Regions from separate parts of the Mus musculus genome. Here regions 1, 2 and 4 are each linked to region 3. The links are chromatin contacts, called in public Hi-C maps. All regions are on one chromosome and are shown on one strand. Each heading gives the region's core, a stretch centred on a gene start, on an enhancer-like site or on the middle of the called end of the contact. The rest is flanking DNA. Distances are from core to core; before and after follow the strand shown. Region 1 has its middle 5.8 kb from the start of Gm32499. Region 2 overlaps Gm32499 (a long non-coding RNA gene). Region 3 has its middle 140 kb from the start of Gm32499. Region 4 overlaps Sema5a (sema domain, seven thrombospondin repeats (type 1 and type 1-like), transmembrane domain (TM) and short cytoplasmic domain, (semaphorin) 5A).

Region 1 (2,910 bases), core at 251-2,750, 130 kb before region 3:
GCATCTGTTCTCGCTCATATATGGATACCAGCTTTGAGTCTTTAGGAAAACGTGAGTAACACACAGAAGTCAGGAAACTAGTAAGGGACCATGACCTTTAAAATAAGCGAGCTAGAATGCAGGTTTTGGAAAGGAAGAAAAGACAATAAAGGAGCAAGAAAGGTTAGGTGGGGTCAGGGGTGGGAAAGCTGTGTAGAAATGGGAAAGGAAAACAACTCTAAGAACCTTTGAAAAGGTCATATGAAAGCCTCTACTGTATAGACTTCTCAAATTATATTCACATACGTACTCTTATCAATGTAGCTTAAACAAAGATCTTTTATAATAGGGAGGGAACAATGTCTCCCTCAAACAACATAAGCTATCAAATAAAAAGCCCAATGACAGGAGTAGGTTACTTCTTTCCTTGTTGGTTAGTGGGACCCATGGACTCACAAACAAACAAACAAAAAGCTGCTATGCTCTTGATTGCCTTCTATAACTTGATAATAAAACCCTATTGCTAAAGACATCACATCCTTGAATCACTAAACAAGAAAAAATCATGCCGGTACCAACCTGGAAGCTTCATCCTCACTGGCTAGATTTTATAGTGTTAGAGGGTGCCTGGCAGACTACACAGGGAGAAACCCCATCTGATGTCTATTCATCTGTGAACTCTGAGGGATACACATTTCCTTTTGTGTCACCCTTACTCTGACAGCCCTTTAGGGCTGGCCTGTGAGCATCATCTGGCTGTTAGCTCCCTCATTACCTCACTGCGAAAAGAGAGAAGAATCAGAACTCCCTACCAAGAAGCTGTGGGAGGTCTTGGGTTCTGTGATCCTGTTGGTACAAGGAAGAAGCCGGAGTTTCAGAGACTCATTCACTCCCCAGTGAGTCTTATGCAGCTGGGACAGGGACAACCTGGTACACTCATCTAAGGCCCAGCTGGCAAACAGTAGGAGGGAGTTGAAGGATTAAAAAAGAAGAATTATGGAAGTCTGACAGCTAAACTTCATTATAGATCATGCTTGTGATGATTTCAAAGGGAAATGTTTCAATGTGGTCCCCAGTTAGTAACACTTTGGGGATGTAAGCTGCCACTGGTGGTTGGCTTTGATGGTATATAGCCTCACCCTACTTCTAGTTTGCTCTCTTGGATCCATATTTGTGATTCAGGTCCCTCTGCTCCTACATCTATGTCTACCTGTTCCCAACCTTTCCACTCATGTTGGATTCTTATCTCTCTAGAAACGTAACCCAAATAAACTTTCCCTACTACAGGTTGCCATAGCCACTGGTGTTTTATCACAGCAACAGAAACCTAAAAGCTAAAGTACCCTAGGCGGGGATCACCAAGACACTAAACTCTACTCAACAAAAGCAAGCCTGAGATTTAAAATCCAGTGGTCCTGACATCCTCACTTATATCACGTTGCTTACTATAGTCATAGAACTAAGTGATATCCACCCAAAGAGGTACATAGGCCAGTCTATAGAATTTGAGTGTCACTCTGTAAGGAAAGCAGGACTTTGACCATGTAAATCAGGCTAGTTTACCCTGGAAGTTAAGCTACCTTAATATGCAGTTAAGAAGTTAAAAGGACAATGTTAAGGAAATGACTCAACAATAGGAGTTATTTGTGGAGGGTGACTGATTCTCAGACATAGAAACAACATGCCAGGATTGAAGACAGGTCCGTCTGGCTAAGTCTGTCTTGCAAGTGACACCCAGGAAATGGGGACAATTGAATTAACCACAGAACAATTATGGCTGCCTTGGAGTGAACAAGGAAACCTCTCTTCCTTAGGATGTCCATAGTAAATCCTAGCTTTGCAAACAACCAGATCTGAGGCCCAGAGCTATCCTGAACTCCTGACCTACAGAAATAATCAGATAACAAATCTGAGTTGTTCTAAACCACCAATTTTGCGGTCATTTATTAAAGCAACAACATAAAATTAATGCATAGTTTCCATTTAAGTTTCTCCTTTAATTAAAACATTTCCACTTAAGGCATTCTTATTTTTCTTGGCCATGGGGCCTACTCGGTGTGAACTCTGGTTTCTTCTTGTTAAGAAATCACCCTGCTCAGAAGAAATGATGTCAAAGGTTCATTACAGATTTTTTTATTCCAATTTTTCTAGATGAAAATCATTCTTGAATTTCCATGCCCCTTGCAGCGTATGCAAAGTGGGCTTTAGTCCTCCTAGCAGAACCAGCCAAGAGAGGAGCAACCCTATTCTCCTGAAGGGAAATGGATGCGATTTTCTCTGACCCCAGTGGTGGCTTCAATCATGTTTAGCAAAGAGTGAGTCGGCATTCTGGAACACATCAGCACGATGAAAGAAAAATAAAGATAGTGATCTACTGACCTCACAATCTGGTTCTAATATCATTTGTCTACAGAAGAATCAGCTATTAAAGAGTAATTTCCTCAAATTCATTTAAAAAGACCCCTTTAATCTAGCCATCTGTTGAGTTTATCTCAATAGAAATGAGGGAAATGTCAGTTAAGATCTGAGTTTCTGTATAAATGTAACAAAGATTAGATCACACTCTAGTCTACTGATAAAATTGGCTTGACATATTATGAATATGTGTGTAAATAATATGTGCAGATTTATATTACACACAGGCACCCAGGGCCGCTGGTTGCTGTCATATTAACTCCATTACCATATGCAAGCCACTCAAACTCAATGGCTTACAACACATTGTTATCTGTCTATAATTCTATGAGCCAGTAGGTTGAACTGGGCTCAATAGAAGGTCCTTCTGTTGGTTTTGTTCAAAGGCCTTGATGCAGCTTCAGATGTCTGGTGGCAGCTAGGACTGAATAGCACAAGTCAGATCAACCCACATGCCTGGGTACTGAACGTGGATGGTTAGTGGGTCCTGTAGTTCATGGTTTCTCCCTAGACACT
Region 2 (2,841 bases), core at 7-2,506, 170 kb before region 3:
GAAATTTGCAATTATGTTACCCTCCTTGTGGGTGTTTATCTGCAACACTACCTGTGGTTCTCTAACTGGAACTTTTTGATGCAATACAAAGACTGATAATGAACAAATATTTGTGTCCAATGAAAACTACCTATAGTTTACTATGCAATGAATCTGCATCTGTTTGTGTATTCAACTGACTCAGTGACAAACAGTGCAGGAAAATTCGATTTAGAAAAATTAATTATTTGCCTATGAAAAGCTTATTTTCTTATTTCTTCATTTGAGCAGAAAAGTGACTTTTGAAAGGCAGACGTTGGCTACTTGAAGAGATGCAAATGAGGGTGTGTGTGTGACAAGGTATGAAAAGCCAAGTGGGATTCACTGGGGAAAGTGAGAAAGGAACCCCAGATGAACTCCGGTTCACTGGGAGCTTTTCACAAACACAGCCTTAAAGAGTTATCATTCCTGGGCCTAATTCTGAAAACAGTAGTGTTACTTTTGTCTGTGGAGTTCCAGCCCAGGAGAATGGAGCTATTGAGAAGGGGGTAGGACCTTTAAGAGCCAGGGCATCATTGAGGGGGACGTCTCCAGTTCACTGAAAGGAGTTGTGGGTTCTTGGTTCCTTCTTCCTGTCTCTACCTTCTGAACACAGAGCAGGCAGTTCTGCTGTGTCTCTCACCAATGTAGTGATGTTCCACCACAGGGCCAGAGCAACAGACTCAGTTAGCCATGAGCTACCGCCTCTAAAACAGTCAAAATTAACCTTCTCTTAGGGGATGGTGAGATGGTTCAGCAGTTAAGAGCACAGGCTGATCTTAAGGATGGCTACAGGAGTGAAAGCTGTGTGTGTCCCAGCCCACTTGAGCAGTGTGTGTCCCAGCAGGCAAGCCCTCAGGCCCTGGAAGACCATACAGAGACTGAACAGAGTAGTAGACTGAGAAATCCCACTGCTCTGTACACACACTAAGGATGTTTCCAGAATAGTTGGCTTCTTATTTTAAATAAAAGAGGTGGATTTCTGCGGCGTCCTAGTCCTAGTCACACTGATGCCCCTGGTAGGGCTAACCCAGAGAATTATCCTTCTCTTTCTTCAAAAGTTCTGTCCTGGGCAAACTTTACCGTTCAGCATCCAGACATAAACCACATTATCATACTGTGCTCCTGATTTCCCGGACCACGGGTTCTCTGCGGCCGGCAGAGATTCTTATCTTCCTGTCTCCTGTGATGTTATGCTGTGTGTCAAGTGTGGGATGAGTAACGTTACACAGTTCCCTTTTGTTTTCCCTGCCTGATGGAATTGCAGCAACCCACAGCAGCGGGCCTCAAAAGGTGAAGCACAATAGGACATTCTATTTGATGATCAACACAGTGAACGGAACGCAGTGGAATGCCCTGTGTGGAACAAATATTCACTCAGAGGCACAACACAACATTGACTCTGATGTCGTTCCTTAAGGGGTCTGCATGGTTTAGACAGGGAATGTTAGGATCCGTCCGGGGGAGTGCATCTCTTGGAAGCCATTTCTCTAGGTGTCTTAAGAATGCCTCGGGTGACGCAGATTATTTAATTTCTTTTTGACAGGTACATAAAACCCAACAGGCTGGTGGAAATAGGACAAGAAACAGGGAAGCCAACCTTGTGGAGAGGTTTTCACTGACAAAACACAATAGAATCAAACAGCTTTCCCCTTTGCAGTTAATATGATTTTACTCTTAGATGACTCAGAAGGTGGAACTAAAAGAAAAGCTTTAAGGACTATTTTTTTTCCTTTTGGAAATCACAATACTATATTGCTATATAAATATTTGAAAAAACCAACAGTTTTTCCTACTCATAACCAGGCATTCCAACACGGAAACAGTGCCAGATTCCATTCACGACAGCTACTAAAGCTACACATAACTGAAAATATATCTGTTGAGAAATTCACAAGCCTGGGGTGCATATTTCAGGATTAATATTTTAGTGAAGTCATAAAACAAGATTTCTGCAAATGGAGATGTCATATCTTTGAGCGAGGAGATTCAACATCATAGAAGCACTTCCAACACGATGTGACTCAATCAGAATCCTAACGGGCTGTTTGCACACTCAGACCTCAGGGTTAACTGAGGAGATGAATTCTAACTTACACATGGAGGAATATACTCGACTTCTGAGGATGCTTTGGAAAAGACACAATGGGACTTATGTTCTAGGTGTGTAAGCGAATGTCAGAGTCATCCCAATCAAAACAGTGTGGCTGTGGCATACAGTCAGGTATACTGATAAACAAAGAGTGGAACTGAGAACCCAATTCAAAAATGCCTGGATTCCTAACATAAGATAAACATTATTTGGGCAGCAAGAAAGTGTAGATGCGTTTATACAAAATTATAAATGACTTTTAGGTTAAAGATCTAGGTGAAAGATAAAATAATTTTAATGTCATAGTAAAATTCAACAGTTATTCTTTTTTGTTTTAAGCCATTGAGGAGGGAAGTTGCTTTTAGGTCTGGTAACACAGATGAAATTAAAAAGATGAAAAATAAAAATGTAACCTCTTCTCATCTCTGATTACATGTTGACTCCATTAGATCATGGGGACAGATATAAAACTTGTATCTGAAGGCAAGTCACCCGAGGTCACAGAACTCAGCACAGACAGAGAACAAAGGGCTACTCAGAGTATGAGAATATTTAACCAATGTGAAATATGCACACTGCTTTAGTTCAGTAGTTCTTACCCTTGAATTAGCCAAGAGCTGCCTAGAATGTTTGTTTAAACAGTACCCAGGCCCTACCCTTGGCTTCTCATTAAATAGATCAGATTAGGGCCTGAGAACTAGAACTTCTGATAAGCCTACCATGCCCATGCT
Region 3 (2,710 bases), core at 145-2,644:
CTCCAATTTGCCCTACTTCTCTTGATTGAGAGACCAAAAAGAAAAAAAGTCCCTCAAACTACAATACACAGTAGTGACTAAGTTCTCTCATGTTAAGGGACTTTTATTTAAGCTGGGATATCTGCATGCAATTCTGAACAGCAAAGAAGAACTGCTTTGGAGTTTCTAGTGTGATCCGTCTTTATATTCTGAAGCCTATTTCTCATGCAGATGCCCCACAAAAGTGCAAATGGGGGAACAGTCTACATTGCAGATCAAAATTAAAACTCACTGAAGCATTGGTCTGCATCTGCAGACTAATCCGTTGGTCTTATGCCCGTTTTCTGTTTAGGATGAAGGGCAACACAGATGGATCTGAACCATTACCATTCTACAACTTATCTTTCCCACTGCCCGTGTGCACTTACAGAAGTGTAGTCTCTCACCAAGCTAAACAGAAGGTAAAATGTGGAAAAAACAATCGTAATTCTTTTCCTGGCTCTGTCAGAGAAAATGCATGTGACCTTGGTGGGGGCTGGGAGGGAGTATCTTTTCCCTGTCTTTCCTCATTTTTCAAAGCAGAGAAAGCAAAACTCCATTCATTTAGTAATAAATTATCCTATTACTAAGCATAAACACTGTTATTGTTTAGCCTTTATTTCTGCAATCTGTCAGGACATTCTGAAATTTCTCCATAAAACACACAACTTAATGCACTGTTTTTCCTTTCTTCTTTTGCATGGTGTGTCTGGAGGAGGCAAGGCAGAAGGGTGAACACATGGCCTGGGTAAATGAAATGCTATTTAATTTATTTTCAAATGGATAAAAGGAAATGTAATTAAGCTCCCTAAAAGCCTTCCAAATAAACTTCTCTTTAAAAAGTGGAAAGGAAGATCGTTAACTTATCAAAGTCGTAAATCAGAGTCCATGACACTTGGAGATGAGAACCAGACTGGGATAGCCAGCAGAGGAGCAACTGTCATGGAAGCCAGGCTTCTCAGGACACAGAAAAGGCCAGGCAGGAAGCACAGGAAGCAGACATATTCTGTGTCTGAAGACTCAAGCTCAGATTGGTGTAAGTGAGCACCCCTCCCCCACGTTTTCATCTCCCCTCCCCTCTGCCTCTGCTATTCCCTCCCCTCTGTCTTCATTCCCCTCCACTCCCTTTTCCTCTCCTCCGTTTTGACTTCCCTCCCCTTCTTCTCTCTTTATCTGGTCTTCATGCACGTACAATTAAATATGTTTGTACGTTTTCATTTAATGGCAAATGCCAAGGCGTGCTACAAAGCCACAGAAAGACAGCATTATGGATGGATCTGTAGCCCTCTAGAGAAACACTACTTCTGTTACATATGCCTGCTGCAAAGGACAGTGGAGGAACTCTGACAAACAATAGCCACTGGAGAGTCTGTACTGTTTTGTCAGTTAAATTTACTTTCACTTTCAGGAAGGGCCATATTAGAACCAAATGTAGCTGCCTAACACCTTGTGTGTGGTTCCAGCTTATTGTTGGCTTAGCTTCACAAAAGTTATTAAATGCCTCAAGATCAACATTTTTTTTTATTTTGCCAAAATTTGTTCTCTCCAGGAAAGTAAAGCTAAAATAAATAAATAAATAAAATAACCCAAGCCTCTAATTATATTCTAGGGCTCTGTGATTCTGTTTGAAATGGAACTGATCACTCTCTTAGGGTCATTATTTTTTTTGAAATTTATACACAAAGGAACTGATGTTATTAGGACCCTTTAATATATATACTTCCCTAATGTGGACAGGTATAGGGCCCAATTGTAAACTGATTGTGGCTTGTCATGTATTGGTATGACTCAGGTAATCAAAGTAAAATTTTCCCCACTCAAATGTTATTTTAAACATTTTTAAATGAAATAAGTTTAAGCAGTGACTATCTTATGATCTACACTTTATCAGCTGTCATATGCTTAGTGCTGTAAGCTTTCCTGCCTTTCAACATGACCAAGTATAAATGTGTTCCTTCAGTGTTTTAAAAGATCATGTTAATCTGACATAAAATATGATGGTATATGACAATGAATTGTAATTGATTTTATTGGATCATTGAACCAAAGGTAGCAAAGATCTAATCTAATATTATATCATCAAAATAAAGATGTTGAAACTAAAATAAACACAAAATAGTGACCAGGAATAAAGTAGAATTGAAGCACAGTATAAAATCCCTTTCATGAAAATAGTCTCAAAGCACAGATAAACATAAATTGAAAATCCCTTGCTTTTTTTTTTCTTTAAACATCCTCAAGACAGCACAGTTTCCTGCTCATGTGAGACGCTTATCAGAAAGAGTAAGAAGTCACACATCTAAGGAGAAATATTTCTCTGTGGTGTGTAATAAAAATCAGAATTACTGAGCTTTTCCAGCCATCAGCTCTCTTGACCTGTTTGGAAGTCTTCAGTAAAGTTTTCCTAGGTCTGCAGAAGAGCCAGGAAACCTTAAAACAGTTCATAGTTCCGATGATGATATAATTTACAATCTTTACATTTTAAGGATAATTTTCTAATAAAAGCAATTCCATTAGGCAATACAAAAAATACACATTCAAGTAAAATACACTGAGAACAACAGTGACTACTTTGCAATTGGTCTGATGATAAAGGGTGCTCATTATATTGTTCTTTCCACCCCTCAAATTGTCTGCAATATACGTGCTGCAAGCAATCGCGTGCGTGCCGCCAGTAATCTCTGAGGAGAGC
Region 4 (2,700 bases), core at 40-2,539, 250 kb before region 3:
TGGGTCTCTGCCACAATACTCTTGAGAGCTACTGATGATCCCAAGACATTCTGGACCAGCACAACTTCATGGCGTGTGATCTGATCCCAGCTTCCCTTCCTGCTGATAGCCAGAGAAGATGCTGGGCAGGGAACAGTCAGAGGCCAGGAATCAGATCCTACTTAAAATACGGGTCAGCTAATTATTTTAACACTTTGAAAGTGGCTGAAAGGCAGACGCTGCCAACCTGTTCACACGTGTGGGTGAAGAAGAGTGGCGTTCTTAGCTTCTCCCTTCCTTCCCTATGCTTGCAGAACAGATGTTGACATTAGTCACCCCGCAGGGTCAGATGGCACACCACAGTCCACGTGAGTATTGTAAGACAATGCAATTCAAGTGCTGGCTGGACACAGGAAACAACGCAGAGTTTCGTGAGTAACCTGAGTTTAGCAGCAACTCAGGCCAGATGGAGCAGGAAGAGATTGACCAGACGTTGAATGTGTTGAGGCTCTGGGTAGAAGGATCCAGTCACCATGCTGTGGATATCATGCCTTCAAGCCTTCATCTCTTTTCCTCACCTCCTCTCTGTAGCTGCCAGGGCGGAACGTTCACCAGAAGCAAGACTTTGATATGCTCCAGGGCCTGGGGTCTGCAGAGGGATCTGGTAGGGTAGCAGTAGATAAGAAACCAGGTCTGCCCTTTTGATAACATTGAGCTGCCTGCTCTTATGCAAAGTGGAGCAGCAACTCCCAGTCCTGGTTATATTTTTAGCAAATGTTGCTGCTTTCTCCCCATCCCTTCACTTTCCCGGTGAAGGTGCTCCTGTGTGCAGTGGGCCTGGCCAGGAAAGCAACCCAGCTGCACGGTGATGTGTTTCTGAGAAGAGAAAGACATCAAACCACAGTGCAGCTGTAACAGTTTCTGTTCACTGGCTCATGCCAAGACTCAGACCCACCGGCATTAAAGACTGCTCACTGTAGAGCGTGCTAACACGCTTACATACGTGAACGGTTTCAAGTGTTCATGGAACTAGCACAAACCACGAGCCACTAACTTAACAGATGTCCGACGTTCTCCTTTAGGATACATCAGAACTGTGCTTCAAATACAATCTGTGTCCAAAATCCTCCCTCATGACCACTATAATTACCTCGTCCTGCCAGTATATTGAAGCTACCTAGAAGGCACTGATATTAGGAAACTGTGCAGCTAATATTCATGAAGCAAAAGCTACCAGAGTAGAAAGAATCCTCCTACTCTATAGGGTCTACGTTTGGCATTCGCTAGTTGTGTTTGCTTAAGTTACCCTGTGTTGGCTCCCAAGCCCTGTATGCACAGACACGAAGGCAAGCGTGACCGACTTAAGCATAGGATTACATGTGATCTTTTCAGTTCTCAGACATTGCACAGGAGGAATGGTGTGGCAGATGGCCTTTCCCACAGACAGCCTACGCACAGTCTCCACCCCCACACGTTCCTTTTCAGTGAGCTTTGCCTTTCACCCGTTAGGGCACACTGTTTCTCCAACCTTGAACATCTGGAAAGCCCTGGAACTGTGCAACCAAGTGTCTTCAGAGGAAATAGGCCTGTGCCAGTTTCTAGGCACAGCCTGGAGACTTCCATTTCCTGTTTCTTGAAGCCCACATCTTTGCATAGAGGAGAGCAGACGTAGGCTAGAACCCTTCCCCATCAGATATGTAAATGAAGCCGCTTCGTACACCCAGCTGTGAGAGACCAGCTGTGTTGACTCCAGGGCCAGCCAATGACTGCAACTGGATGAGACCCAAGAAACTATCCAGTAGAGTCCAAGCCCCCAAGAGGCCATGCAGCAAGATAATATATGGTGGTAGCTTGAACTACATAACTGTACTTACAAGCAATTATTGATTTATTTTGTTTTCCTTCAAAACGAATGAGAAAAATAAGCTCCTGCCGAAGAAAAGAACCCTCCCCTTAAGCTCTAGAAGCCAACACAGGGCGTTGAGACAGTGAAGATGCAAGAGGGCAAGACGTTAAGCTCAGGCAGTGTTTAGATGAGGTGTTTTTATTTGCAGAACTTGGTACTTAGGGAAAAGCCATCAAGTGCTGAGCATATTGCTGCACTGCCTAGATAGGTCTGGCTATTATCATCCTCGCTCTTCCAATTCTGAAAGCACAACCAGCTGTCAGGTATACTACAGCCTTTGGAACCGGAACCTCTGACTACAGTGACACAGTGCTACAGGGATGGCAGCCAGCCCTTGGGGATAAAGGCTTCCCATGTGAGGCAGCCAGCTCTGCCTCACCCCATTTTCTCTTTGCAGGACTGAAGCAAAAGTGTGCAACCTCCTTCCTGGCTACTGCACTTGTCGGCTCCTTCCTGAGAAGTCAGGGATTCACTTTACCACTCTGGTGGGCAGGCTACCCTACTGGAGAGCTGTGTGTATGACCTGCCCACGTCCTGTAGCCCACTGAGAGCTAGGCCGTTCCACCCTCTACAGAACTTCATGCTCATAGCTTCATGCTCATCCCCAACCACTAAACCCAAATGACTTCAAGTATTTCAATTTTAAAAATTTAACACATAAAACTCTGATACCAAGACTATTCCAGACACTGACCCTGGTATAAAGAAATGAACTGGGCCCAAACCTTCTGGTCACATTATAAACAAATCCCATGTTTTCAATACTGCCTCTCCTGGTACTCAAATCCCTGTGAAATCCCACGAGTATATTTGAA

What was found. Hi-C and Micro-C count contacts between places; a contact is called where the count stands out from the background.
Region 1: a Hi-C map of uterus shows a contact between it and region 3, with 2.7 times the contacts expected there. The contact joins two enhancer-like sites. A contact is called at or near these places in 1 of 15 datasets of contacts at CTCF or cohesin (pro-B cells), 6 of 484 Hi-C or Micro-C datasets (the G1E-ER4 cell line, the N1E-115 cell line, nephron progenitors and 1 more) and 1 of 115 datasets of contacts at active chromatin or transcription factors (large pre-B cells).
Region 2: a contact with region 3 is called in a Hi-C map of uterus, with 7 times the contacts expected there. The contact joins two enhancer-like sites. A contact is called at or near these places in 3 of 484 Hi-C or Micro-C datasets (the N1E-115 cell line, cortical neurons and uterus).
Region 4: a Hi-C map of the 63-12 cell line shows a contact between it and region 3, with 4 times the contacts expected there. The contact joins two enhancer-like sites. A contact is called at or near these places in 1 of 15 datasets of contacts at CTCF or cohesin (the NIH/3T3 cell line) and 4 of 484 Hi-C or Micro-C datasets (the 63-12 cell line, the N1E-115 cell line, liver and 1 more).

The regions. Positions count from the first base shown.
Region 1 is chr15:32,149,106-32,152,015 of GRCm38.p6, reverse strand. No RefSeq gene overlaps it. Among named protein-coding and RNA genes, the nearest start is that of Gm32499, 5.8 kb to the left of the region's middle. Within about 2 kb of position 1,500, at least 11 of the 459 cell types and tissues checked have an H3K27ac peak or open chromatin away from gene starts, as enhancers often do. A contact at or near this core is called in the N1E-115 cell line and uterus, where this site is marked.
Region 2 is chr15:32,192,981-32,195,821 of GRCm38.p6, reverse strand. The region is part of intron 3 of Gm32499 (a long non-coding RNA gene); the gene reads right to left. Among named protein-coding and RNA genes, the nearest start is that of Tas2r119, 17 kb to the right of the region's middle. Within about 2 kb of position 1,256, at least 19 of the 459 cell types and tissues checked have an H3K27ac peak or open chromatin away from gene starts, as enhancers often do. A contact at or near this core is called in the N1E-115 cell line and uterus, where this site is marked.
Region 3 is chr15:32,019,190-32,021,899 of GRCm38.p6, reverse strand. No RefSeq gene overlaps it. Among named protein-coding and RNA genes, the nearest start is that of Gm32499, 140 kb to the left of the region's middle. Within about 2 kb of position 1,394, at least 31 of the 459 cell types and tissues checked have an H3K27ac peak or open chromatin away from gene starts, as enhancers often do. A contact at or near this core is called in the 63-12 cell line, the N1E-115 cell line and uterus, where this site is marked.
Region 4 is chr15:32,264,505-32,267,204 of GRCm38.p6, reverse strand. All of the region lies in intron 1 of Sema5a (sema domain, seven thrombospondin repeats (type 1 and type 1-like), transmembrane domain (TM) and short cytoplasmic domain, (semaphorin) 5A), which reads right to left. Among named protein-coding and RNA genes, the nearest start is that of Sema5a, 21 kb to the right of the region's middle. Within about 2 kb of position 1,289, at least 60 of the 459 cell types and tissues checked have an H3K27ac peak or open chromatin away from gene starts, as enhancers often do. A contact at or near this core is called in the 63-12 cell line and uterus, where this site is marked.